Regions from separate parts of the Ovis aries genome. Here all the other regions are linked to region 3. Evidence: chromatin contacts called from public Hi-C data. All regions are on one chromosome and are shown on one strand. The core of a region is the stretch at or near the end of the contact, and the rest is flanking DNA. Distances in the headings are between cores, read along the strand shown. Region 1 overlaps TTC7A (tetratricopeptide repeat domain 7A). Region 2 overlaps TTC7A (tetratricopeptide repeat domain 7A). Region 3 has its middle 86 kb from the start of EPCAM.

Region 1 (3,399 bases), core at 259-2,758, 200 kb before region 3:
CCGCCCTGTACTGTACATTTGAGCATCATGGGGACACTAACTTGTGTGACTTAACCATAACCCTGGCATAGCCAGCCAAGGATGGTTTCTAACAGTGGCTGGGCTGATAGAGGCCATGTGAGCTGGCCCCTACCTCCAAGAAGGCCACAGGCAGTTGGGGTGAAGATTTATATCCCCCCAGAGTGGTCCTGGCCTCTCCCTCTATCCTCGACTCCTCCACAGCTCCTGCTTGCCGCATCACCCAGATGCCTGTCTCTAGGGAGCAGGGTTCACGCTGCACGTGGCCCCAGTGGTGGTGGGTGGGGCAGGACTAGACCCTCTTGCCCCCACCTATACACAGGGGACCTGCTGCCATCCAACCAGGACCCTGGGGAACAAGAGCCTCACTGACTGGCTGACGCAGGAGGGTGCGTTGCCCCTTGGGAGGAAATGAGGGGGAGGTCACCTTTTGATTTCTGCCCTCCTTCCCCGAGACAGGTAACGTTGGGTGCTAATAAACCCTGTTTCTCTGAATCCCCTGATCCCAGAATGAGGGGCCCTGAGCACCCCCACTCCCACTGTGCTCAGGGTTTGAAAGAGAACCCTTTGGAACCAGCCAAAGGCTGTTGTCCTTAGACAGCAGAAAGGAGTGTGGTCCTGGTGCCCTGAGAGGTGACTCACGCTGGCAGTGAAAACAGTTCCACAAAGAATTAGGGAAATTGGTGGGTGCCACAGCTGAGATCAGTGATCGAGAGGAGCTTCAGGCGGCCCGGCCCAGGGAGAGTCCCTCCACGTGGAGAGCCCAAGCACTTGTCTGTTTACCTATAGTCCAGCAGAGGCAGGACTGACCCTTTGCGCCAGGGGCTCGGGCTTCCCTGTGCCTTGGGCCTCCTTCAGAAGATGCCACGGTGGCTTTGCCTGTGGACTTTGCTGGGAGTGGCTTTGTCCTCAGCAAGTCTTATGAACACAAAGGACCGGCTATGTGGAGCTGGCCTTGCACCATCTCAGCTCACACCTGACCAGGAGCAGCTGGGACCCACCTGGGCCAGAACAGCGGGGTCAGGAGTCACGATGCTCTGGGCGGGGTGGGGGTGTTAGTCTGGACTAGGGTCAGCAGAGCCCAGGTAGTCCCAGCTGCCCCTGGTCAGGTGTGAGCCGAGATGGTGCAAGGCCAGCTCCACATAGCCTGTCCTTTGTGTTCACAAGACAGCCCTGGCTCTTGGCCTCCCTTCTATATTTGAGAGATTATTAAAATTGAAATTAGTTCACTTTAAAAGGCAAGTCGCCTAGGGCATGCACCACGTAGATAGAACTGTGTGTGGACAAGGTGTAGTTACCTAATCCCAAATACAGTACACCAAGACCTACTGTTTAGAAGTTTATTTTTTACTTTTATAAAAATACAGGAAGGACAAAGGTCTTCCTCTTCTGGTACCAGTTAACCTGGCTTTTTCCCAAGCTCAAGACTATCTGGCAGGGTCAGACCCATGGCCTGCTGCCAGCCGTGTGTGTGCGTGTGTGTGTGTATGGGCGTGCCTCTGTGTGTTTTATTGTCAGTTAGGCTTCTGCGGAAGGGTTAGAACAGTAAACGGGTTAGAGTCCTTATCCAGCCCCTGGCTCAGTGTGTGTCACAGAAGAAACCAGAGGCTGGGCCAGGCGTCAGACGTTGTCCTTTATCCGAGTGAAATCTTCCATGTATTAACAGATGGCGACCGAGCAGATGGGCGCAGGGCTGTCCCGTGGAAGCCGCAGAAGGGGCTGCACAGACTGCTCCCTTGGGCCCCCGATCCCGTGCAGGAGCTTCTCATGCCAGTGTCGCCCATCTGACTGCGCGCGTCTCCTCCTAACCCCTGGGCTGGATGCTCTGTGCTGGCGGAATCCCCTCCCTGGCCTGATGTGGCGAGGCCAGCGCCACTTTTTGAAGTCGGCTTGACACTTCCCATGTGCGAGGCAGAAGCCCACCTCACCTGTCTTGTTTCACGCCCTGGGAGGCGTCTCCTGCCCGCCGCCATCCTCTTCCTCCTTGCCGCCCCCACCACCTGCGCCTGGTTCTTGGGCTGAGTGCGGAACCGTCTCTTTCTGGTCCTCCAAGTGCACTTCCACCACCCCCTTCTTCTTTCCTCTCACCTCACTCAGGTGCGGACTCTTTCCCCAGGAAATGCTTCAGTCACTCAAAGTGTCTTGGAGAGGTGGGGCCAGGGGTGGGGCCTTGCTGTGAGGTTGGTGACTTCCCCCAGAGCCCCGTGAGTGGCCTCCTGGGCCCCCAAGAATACCTGGACCCGAGCTGTGACATTTGCGCCTGTGTGCCTGCATCGGGAGAATAGAAGCCAAAAAAAGCGGGGAGCCCCGGGTGGAGATTGTGCTGGTGGTCAGCGCGTATGGTGGCTGCCGCTCGGTGTCAGCCGGGTCCCCGCTTCTGCAGACAGGAGCCTTTAGCCTGGGGCAGCCTCTGCCCTGGGAGCAGAGCCCCTCTATCCAAACACCGCAGGGCCACTGCAGGGGCCTCAGGCCCTCTCGGGCTGGAAGCACGGGGAGACACCTCTGGCGTCCCAGCCCGAGGAAGTCCCATTCCCAGAGCACACTTGGGGTTCTTGTGTTCCTCTGTCACCACAGAGAAGCCTGCTGTGGAGCGTTGGGGGCCCAGAGCATCCCATCTCCCCTGGTGCTTCTGTGAACCTGCCCATCCACGGAGAGAGGAGGTTCTTATCTCTGAGCCACCGTGTGCCCCTCACATTCGTGACCATGGGGAGCTCCCCTTTGAACTGGGCCAGCCCTAAAAGGCTACAAAACTAACTGAATAAAATATAAGGGGCTTCTGGCTTCCAGAACTGTAAGACAGTATATTTCTGTTGTCTTAAGCCAAAAAAAACAGGGAGGGGGGCGTCAGGAGGGAGGGACAGTGGGGTATGAGGGGGAATAGCCACCTACCACAGCACTGTGGAGTGACCTAGGGTGTGACCGTGGGTCTTTGCAGATAATTCAGTGCTTTTCCCCACGGATGAGACCCGTGGACTAGCAGGAAATGTCACTGCGCCCATTACGGTCAGGGATCACTGGAGAGTGTCACTGCCCTTCAGCTGAAACTGCAGCCTGCTCTTCCAGCTGCTCCCTGCGTTGGGAACAAGCTGTGTGCAGCTCCAGCTGTTGCCACGGCAGTTAATTAAACCCCTAATTCAATAAATCTCAGTGCAGCCAGACAAAAAAATCCGCCCCCAGTGATGGGGTAGATGCCCTGACCTCAGCATTGTCAACAAGGTCTGTCCTGTGGGCACTCAAAGGCACCAGGTCTGGGTGCCACCTAGCGCCTTGCCGGTTCCAGTGGCTGAGACCTTGCTCTTCCTTTGTGCAAAGTGAAGGAGAGGCTGGCAGGTGCGTGTTGGGTGGAGGAGGGCTGGCACCGGGGGATGCTGGGGAGTGGAA
Region 2 (3,601 bases), core at 1,026-3,525, 240 kb before region 3:
TTTTCTGAGGCTGTCACTTTGTTCCCCTGTCTTTGTCCTCTGCCTCCTGAAGCACAAATTTCAGTCCTTAGAGCCAGGATGCCAACTCCCCCAACCCCTGCTCCACCCTGCCTCCCACATATAGACAAATAGAGACTGAATCATCATTTTTCTCCCAGCGAACAGCCCGAACTTTTGAAAGCCTGAGTGTGAGGAGCAGTTCTCAGGATGCGTGGCAGCAGCGCGGTCCTTCCCTCTCTGTTTCCTGTGAACTCATCCAGCCCAGAGGTGACCCTGGAATGTGACAAAGATAAAGTAGTCCTGGGTGCCTGGGTGGGCTTTGAATAATGTCTTTATACCTTTCTTCTTGATGGTCGCCGATACTTGTTGAATACTTACTGCGTGTCAGGCAGAATGCTGATGCCTTTACATGTAATCCTGTAAAGTTGGAACTAGTAATATCCCCATTTTCCTGAAAGAGAGGTTAAGGAACTTGCCCAAAGTCACAAGGCCAGCAGGTGGTGTTGCCAGCAAACCTGGTGCTGAACTGTGTCTGTCCCACCCACAGCCTGGCCCCACACTTGAGAACCACGGTCTTAGCTCAGGGTGCAGAGGCTGGAGGTCAGGGGGAGACGGATGCAGATGCCTGACACCCTCGTCACTGTCTCTGGGGCAGCTCTGGAGAGTCTTTTCCAGGGCTCCAGAGCCGTTTGCTGGTGGTTAAATTCACTCCCATTGCCTGGGCTCTTGGGGTGTTTGGGAAGGGTTGGGAGAAACCCTTTGCTGTGTTGAAAGAGGTCACAGCCCAATAGCGGAAAGGTGGCTAAGATGGAAAAGCCCTGAGGAGAGACAGCAGCTCCTCTCCCAGCTTGCTGCTGAGAGCCCCCTGAGTGCTGCCCCCAGCTGCCAGGCCGGACGAGGTCCGTCCTCACAGGGCCCACGTCTGAGCGGGAGCTGTGGGAGCCATGTGTGGATGGTGGACAGTGCCCTGTGCTGGAGGAAAAGAAGGCAGGGGGTTGGGCGCCGCCTGGGACAGGGTGGACTCTAGGGAGACATTTTGTTCTGACAGGCTGGGTGGAGTGGAGTCCCTGGAGCTCCGGCACTGTTGGGTGTTAGAGGACGTTCATTAGAGCCAAAGAACAGGAGGAGGTGGTGGTATCTGCTTCTCAGACTCTGGGCTGGAATCTGAGAGCTGGAGCTCATTCCCGTGTGGGTGTGGTGTGGACCCAGGCTCCAGAGGGTCAGAGGAGAGCCTGCTGAGAACGGGGTGCCCAGCCCCAAGGGCCAGATGACCACGAGTAGTGCTGGCTCCCAGGGCCTGGCTTGTTGAGGATTGAGGATTGATCCCTCCAGTTGAGGATCTGCGTAACTTAAAGGGTGTGGTGCTCTCCACTGTGCAGTGTGAGTGGTGTTTGCTTGGCCTCCAGACAGTGCTGCTCCTTTAATCCTGAGCTTCACTGAGGCCTGGGCCTCCCTCATGCTGCCCGCTTACTCATTCAGTGTCTGAGGGACATTCATTTTTTCCAAGGGCCTTGCCCTATTGATCCTGCAGTTAATTTCCCCAGCTGACTCCTGCCCCTTGCTCTGTGACTGATGGCAGAGTTCCTAATTGACCTGGGACTGAAAGTGCTGGCCTGAAAGTCCAGAGTTGAAGGCCCCTCCCAAGGGGCAGGGACCTGGGATACCTGGGTTCCACTTCCCCCTCGCTGCCACCAGAGGGCAGCCGTGGACTCTGGTTGGAGCCTCACCCCAGGCAGTTCTGTGGATGACAACTGCCAGGAGGAGGCATCTCTCAGTTGGGGGTTGGTGAGCCCAGGGTCTTGGCTGTGGGGGAGGCTTGGTTCTCCTTTGCATGGAGCAGTTCCAGGAGTGAAGCAGCAGGGGGTAGCTGAGGGTGGTGCAATGCCAGGGAAACTGTTGATGACCCTGACCTCACTAGAACTGAGTCTCTGAGCATCTCCCAAGAAAAGAATTTGAGCTGACTGGGCTCCTTCCCCCACAGTGGGCAAGGGGCCATTTTCTCCTTGGAGTGTTTTTTTTTCCTTTCCTTCTCCCTAGATGTACAGAGCTCATTCTTGGCTCAGGTCTGGGAGCCAGCTTGGGTTATGTATGTTGAACCAGGTGGGCTGAATGTTTTGTGCATGCTCTTTAAAAAAACTTTTCAGTTGGTTTTTTTTTAATCACTAAAGCAATATTTGGTTTTGTACCAAAACCAAACAATAGAGAAGGGAATGTGTGTTTTCTAAGGGAGTTGCAGGGCTTGGCAGGCTGTGAAGCCTTATGAAAACACTCTCCCTTTTACTGTGTGTGTGTGTAGGTACCTTAGAAAACCCAGCCTGCTGTTGAGTATAACCCAGTGAGGGATGTGTCCAATCAGCAGTGATTTAGTATTCTCATCAGCCACCCAGTATCTGCAGTGCCGGGGGAGGGCAGGAGACAGATGGCTCAAGGGGGCATCCAGGGAGCAGAGTCACCCAGCAGCAAAACCCAGGAGAGCCTCCTGGTGGTCACGGAAGAGACCTCTTTAGGCAAAGGGAGAACTCGGAGGCCCATCAGAGAAGGCACATTCTTCCAGCCTCTCTCAATGCACAGTCTTTACTTATCGTCCTTACCCACTGCCCATCCCCTACCTCGCTAGACCGGTGTCCTTGCCTGGATGTCCTCAGGGCCCTGCCCGGAAGTGTCACAGTCTTTTTCTGGGGTTGGGAGTGAAGAGGAGAGCGTTAGTTTTTGAAACTGATGATGTGGTTCTGTGGCAGGAAGGAATAGCTTGATAACCATTTGAACTTCACCTGACCCTGCCTTCTGGTTCAGTCCTCCAGCTATTGGGGCCTGGCTGTGCATTTCTGGGTCTTTGACCAGAAACCTCTCATATGCGATTAGCAGTGCCAGCCCTGAACCGGAGACTTCCAGCCGGAGCCGTGCGTGCCAGAGCCTGTTTAGGTTCCACTTGGTGGTGATTCCATGTATTTTCTCATTCCCTGCTTCTCATTCTCCCCCTCAAGAAAATTTGTTGAGCGCCCTACTGTATGCAAAATATTTTGCTAAGCTCTTGAATAAATCAGGGGCGTGACTAAATTTATAGACCATGAGCACCTTACGTGCAAGCCCATAAATGAGCTATTCATTCATCATTCAGTCTTTTAATTCATCCCCCCTGTATTAGTTGGATGCCTGTTGAGAACAGGATAGTTGGTGTTCAATATCCAGTTCAGTTCAGTCACTCAGTCGTGTCTGATTCATTGTGACCCCATGGACTGCAGCACTCCAGGCGTCCCTGTCCGTTACCAACTCCCGGAGCTTGCTCAAACTCATGTCCATCGCGTCGGACAATATCCAGGTACTTGGTATGCAGTGAGCCCTTTGAAAAGACTTCGTCGAAGGAGTCCTGGAGTTCAAATAGCCAGGAAAGGGAAGTGTAACTATGCCAAGTCAGAACACTGTTGTCTTTCTGGAGAGTCTGGTTAGCTAGAAGGGAGTGAAATCTGAATCCCTTGGTGCCTGCAGGGAGCCCACCTTTTCCATTGGGTGAGTGATGGCCTAAAAAGGCAGGCATCTTCAGGGCTTTAATTTTCCCTTTGGAGAATGAGGATGGATTTATTCCACAATAATTTCTTGAGTG
Region 3 (3,607 bases), core at 697-3,196:
TTCAGTTCAGTTCAGTCGCTCAGTCGTGTCCGACTCTTTGAGACCCCATGAATCGCAGCACACCAGGCCTCCCTGTCCATCACCAACTCCCGGAGTCCACTCAGACTCATGTCCATCGAGTCCGTGATGCCATCCAGCCATCTCATCCTCTGTCATCCCCTTCTCCTCCTGCTCCCAATCCCTCCCAGCATCAGAGTCTTTTCCAATGAGTCAACTCTTCGCATGAGGTGGCCAAAGTACTGGAGTTTCAGCTTTAGCATCATTCCTTCCAAAGAAATCCCAGGGCTGATCTCCTTCAGAATGGACTGGTTGGATCTCCTTGCAGTCCAAGGGACTCTCAAGAGTCTTCTCCAACACCACAGTTCAAACACATCAATTCTTTGGTGCTCAGCCTTCTTCACAGTCCAACTCTCACATCCATACGTGACCACAGGAAAAACCATAGCCTTGACTAGATGGACCTTAGTCGGCAAAGTAATGTCTCTGCTTTTGAATATGCTATCTAGGTTGGTCATAACTTTTCTTCCAAGGAGTAAGCGTCTTTTAATTTCATGGCTGCAATCACCATCTGCACTGATTTTGGAGCCCAAAAAGATAAAGTCTGACAGTGTTTCCACTGTTTCCCCATCTACTTCCCATGAAGCGATGGGACCGGATGCCATGATCTTCATTTTCTGAATGTTGAACTTTAAGCCAACTTTTTCACTCTCCACTTTCACTTTCATCAAGAGGCTTTTTAGTTCCTCTTCACTTTCTGCCATAAGGGTGGTGCCATCTGCATATCTGAGGTAATTGCTATTTCTCCCGGCAATCTTGATTCCAGCTTGTGTTTCTTCCAGTCCAGCATTTCTCATGATGTACTCTGCATATAAGTTAAAAAAGCAGTGTGACAATATACAGCCTTGACGTACTCCTTTTGCTATTTGGAACCAGTCTGTTGTTCCATGTCCAGTTCTAACTGTTGCTTCCTGACCTGCATGCAGATTTCTCAACGAGCTGCTTCAGTCATGTCCAATTCTTTGCGACCTTATGGACTGTAGCCCACCAGGCTTCTCTGTTCATGGGATTCTCCAGGCAAGAATACTGTAGTGGATTGCCATGCCCTCCTCCAGGGGATCTTCCTGACCCAGGAATCAAACCTGCACCTCCTGAGTCTCCTGCATTGGCAGGCGGGTTCTTACCACTAGAGCCACCTGGGAAGCCCAGCACCTTTTTTTTAACCCTGTGGACTGTAGCTAGTGCAAGGTTTTGAGCAGTGGAAGGAAGTGCAAGGAAGGTTGTGGGGTGTGGAAAGATGATTTTCAGGAGGCTGGCAGGTAAGGAGCAAAAAGTGAGTAACGTGCCAGCACAGGGTGGGCCAGAGCCAAGTCTTGGGCAGAGAGGCCACTTTCATTTCTTTCTTTCTGTTTCTTTCATTCATTCAAATAGTGATTGCCCCCTCCCAGGCAGGCACAGGTAAACAGAGGACATACCAGCCCTCCTTTCCTGGGCCTGGGGCTCTACACTTGGACCCCACCTATGTGTCCCGCCCCAAGGCTTGGGACCACATGGCAAGGGCTGGGTAAGGGGTGAAATTGGCTCTGACCTCTCACCTGCAGCTTCTTTCTACAAAACCTCTAATCCTCACGGTCCGGAGTCTCGAGCCCTCTTCCTCGCGATCATGCCCCACCCTGACCACCACCGGCCACACCTGGAAGGGAAGGAATTGCGGGAACAACGGGTAGCCTTTGCAGGAGGTGGCGCAACCGGAAAATGGGCTAAGGCCGCAGCCGGGAAGGGGGACTGAGGGATGAAGGCCTAGGAAGGCGCTTCCTGAGGACAGCCACACCCGCCCGGAGGCTGGACGAGCGTTTGGGCGGTGTGGCCACGGGGCGGTGGGACACGTAGCCTCCCGGCAGGAAGCAAAAGCTGGAAGCTGGGCTCCGGAGGCGCCCAGCGGGCCCTCTGCGCCCCCTGCCGAGCGCCGGCCTCCACTGCACGCACCGCCGCCGCCCCTGCACATCAGGACCCGACCCGGCGGCGGGCAGGCCCCAGAACCCGGCATCCCGCCCTACCTGGCCGCGGGAGGAGGGAGGTGGGAATTGCAACCTTTTTTGTAATAGAAATAGAGGCGCTCCCGTGATGGTCTAAAGCTGGTTAGGGGCCGGCCTTACCAGATGCTTGAAATTCCACGGTTACAGATTCCATTCTTTGGAGGAGGACTTATCAGATACGTCTGGAAAGGGGCTTGGAGGGACTAGGTAGGCAAAGTCGTTCATTCCTTCTCCCAGCCAAGCACTTTTTTTTTTTTAAGAGCTCACTTGCCAGGACCATCCTGAAGGTGACTCAGAGCCAGCAGCCATTGCTGGCTTGTGAAAGGCTAGTTTCTCCCGCCATGCTTTGAATTTTGTGAATCACTGGGTAATTGACCACCACCCCCCACCCCCACCCCCGCCCCCAACCTCCTGCCGGAAGTCTGCCTTGACTTTTTGGGTGTATTTGCTAAGTCACTTCAGTCGTGTCCGACTCTGTGCGACCCCAAAGACAGCAGCCCACCAGGCTCCGCCGTCCCTGGGATTCTCCAGGCAGGAACACTGGAGTGGGTTGCCATTTCCTTCTCCAATGCATGAAAGTGAAAAGTGAAAGTGAAGTCGCTCAGTCGTCCGACTCAGCGACCCCATGGACTGCAGCCTACCAGGCTCCTCCATCCATGGGATTTTCCAGGCAAGAGTACTGGAGTGGGTTGCCATTTGGGTGTATGGTTACATGCAAAGTCAGAACTGTCGGTTTGGCAGGCCAGGTTCCCTGTTTATTTACCATGAATTCTGTTTGGTCTCTCCAGGCTCATTGAATGACCAGGGGCAGAAAACCTTCATTGGCTGGGGCGCTTCTCTAAAGGAGAAGCAGCAGAACATAAAGGGAGCAAATACTCCCATTTCCTGTCCAATCAAGGATAAACCCATGCTGTCCTCAAGGGCCATTTGCATCTGGTCACACGTTACCTGATCCCCTGGAGGAGGGGCTGGCAACCCACTCCAGTATTCTTACCTGGAAAATCCCTTGGACAGAGGAGCCTGGTGGGCTACAGTCCATAGGATCACAAAGAGTAGGACAACTGAGTGACTTAACATGTACTCACGCCACATCTATGATCTTTGTGAGCACCCGCCACAGACAGTCTATTCTCCAAAGACAGCCAGGAGGTCGAATAAGATCATAAATGCTCATAAACTTAAGTTAGACTGTCTCTCTTCTCAAATCCCTGTAATGGCTCCCCATCTCACTTGCGGTAAAAACAGAAGTTTCTGCCTAGGCCTAAAGGTTCCAAGTGCTCTGGCCCCTGCTTCTTAATGACTTATTGGAGCCTCTGTCTACAGCTTCGCTATCACTCACTCCTGTGGCCATATCCACCTGCAGTCCCATGAACTCAGCAGACATGCTCCCATCTCAGACTCTGGCTCTTGCTAGTCCCTCTGCCTGGAATGCTGTTTCCCTAGTTGTCCACGTGACCCACCCCCTCACCTCCTTCAGGTCCTTATTTAAATGCCATCTTAGGGAGAGAGGCTTTCCCTGTCTTTCCTGTCTAAAATAACACCCTCCCTCATCCTCTGGGCCATTGGCCTGTTCG

Evidence for each region. A called contact is a pair of places that touch in the nucleus more often than the background predicts.
Region 1: a Hi-C map of liver shows a contact between it and region 3, with 4 times the contacts expected there. The contact joins two enhancer-like sites. A contact is called at or near these places in 3 of 16 Hi-C or Micro-C datasets (hypothalamus, liver and tail adipose tissue).
Region 2: a Hi-C map of liver shows a contact between it and region 3, with 4 times the contacts expected there. The contact joins two enhancer-like sites. A contact is called at or near these places in 6 of 16 Hi-C or Micro-C datasets (blood, hypothalamus, liver and 3 more).

The regions. Positions count from the first base shown.
Region 1 is chr3:77,315,105-77,318,503 of ARS-UI_Ramb_v3.0, reverse strand. All of the region lies in intron 15 of TTC7A (tetratricopeptide repeat domain 7A), which reads left to right. Among named protein-coding and RNA genes, the nearest start is that of TRNAE-UUC, 44 kb to the right of the region's middle. Within about 2 kb of position 1,508, at least 14 of the 54 cell types and tissues checked have an H3K27ac peak or open chromatin away from gene starts, as enhancers often do. A contact at or near this core is called in liver, where this site is marked.
Region 2 is chr3:77,354,470-77,358,070 of ARS-UI_Ramb_v3.0, reverse strand. All of the region lies in intron 5 of TTC7A (tetratricopeptide repeat domain 7A), which reads left to right. Among named protein-coding and RNA genes, the nearest start is that of TTC7A, 38 kb to the left of the region's middle. Within about 2 kb of position 2,275, at least 31 of the 54 cell types and tissues checked have an H3K27ac peak or open chromatin away from gene starts, as enhancers often do. A contact at or near this core is called in liver, where this site is marked.
Region 3 is chr3:77,115,855-77,119,461 of ARS-UI_Ramb_v3.0, reverse strand. No RefSeq gene overlaps it. Among named protein-coding and RNA genes, the nearest start is that of EPCAM, 86 kb to the right of the region's middle. Within about 2 kb of position 1,946, at least 13 of the 54 cell types and tissues checked have an H3K27ac peak or open chromatin away from gene starts, as enhancers often do. A contact at or near this core is called in liver, where this site is marked.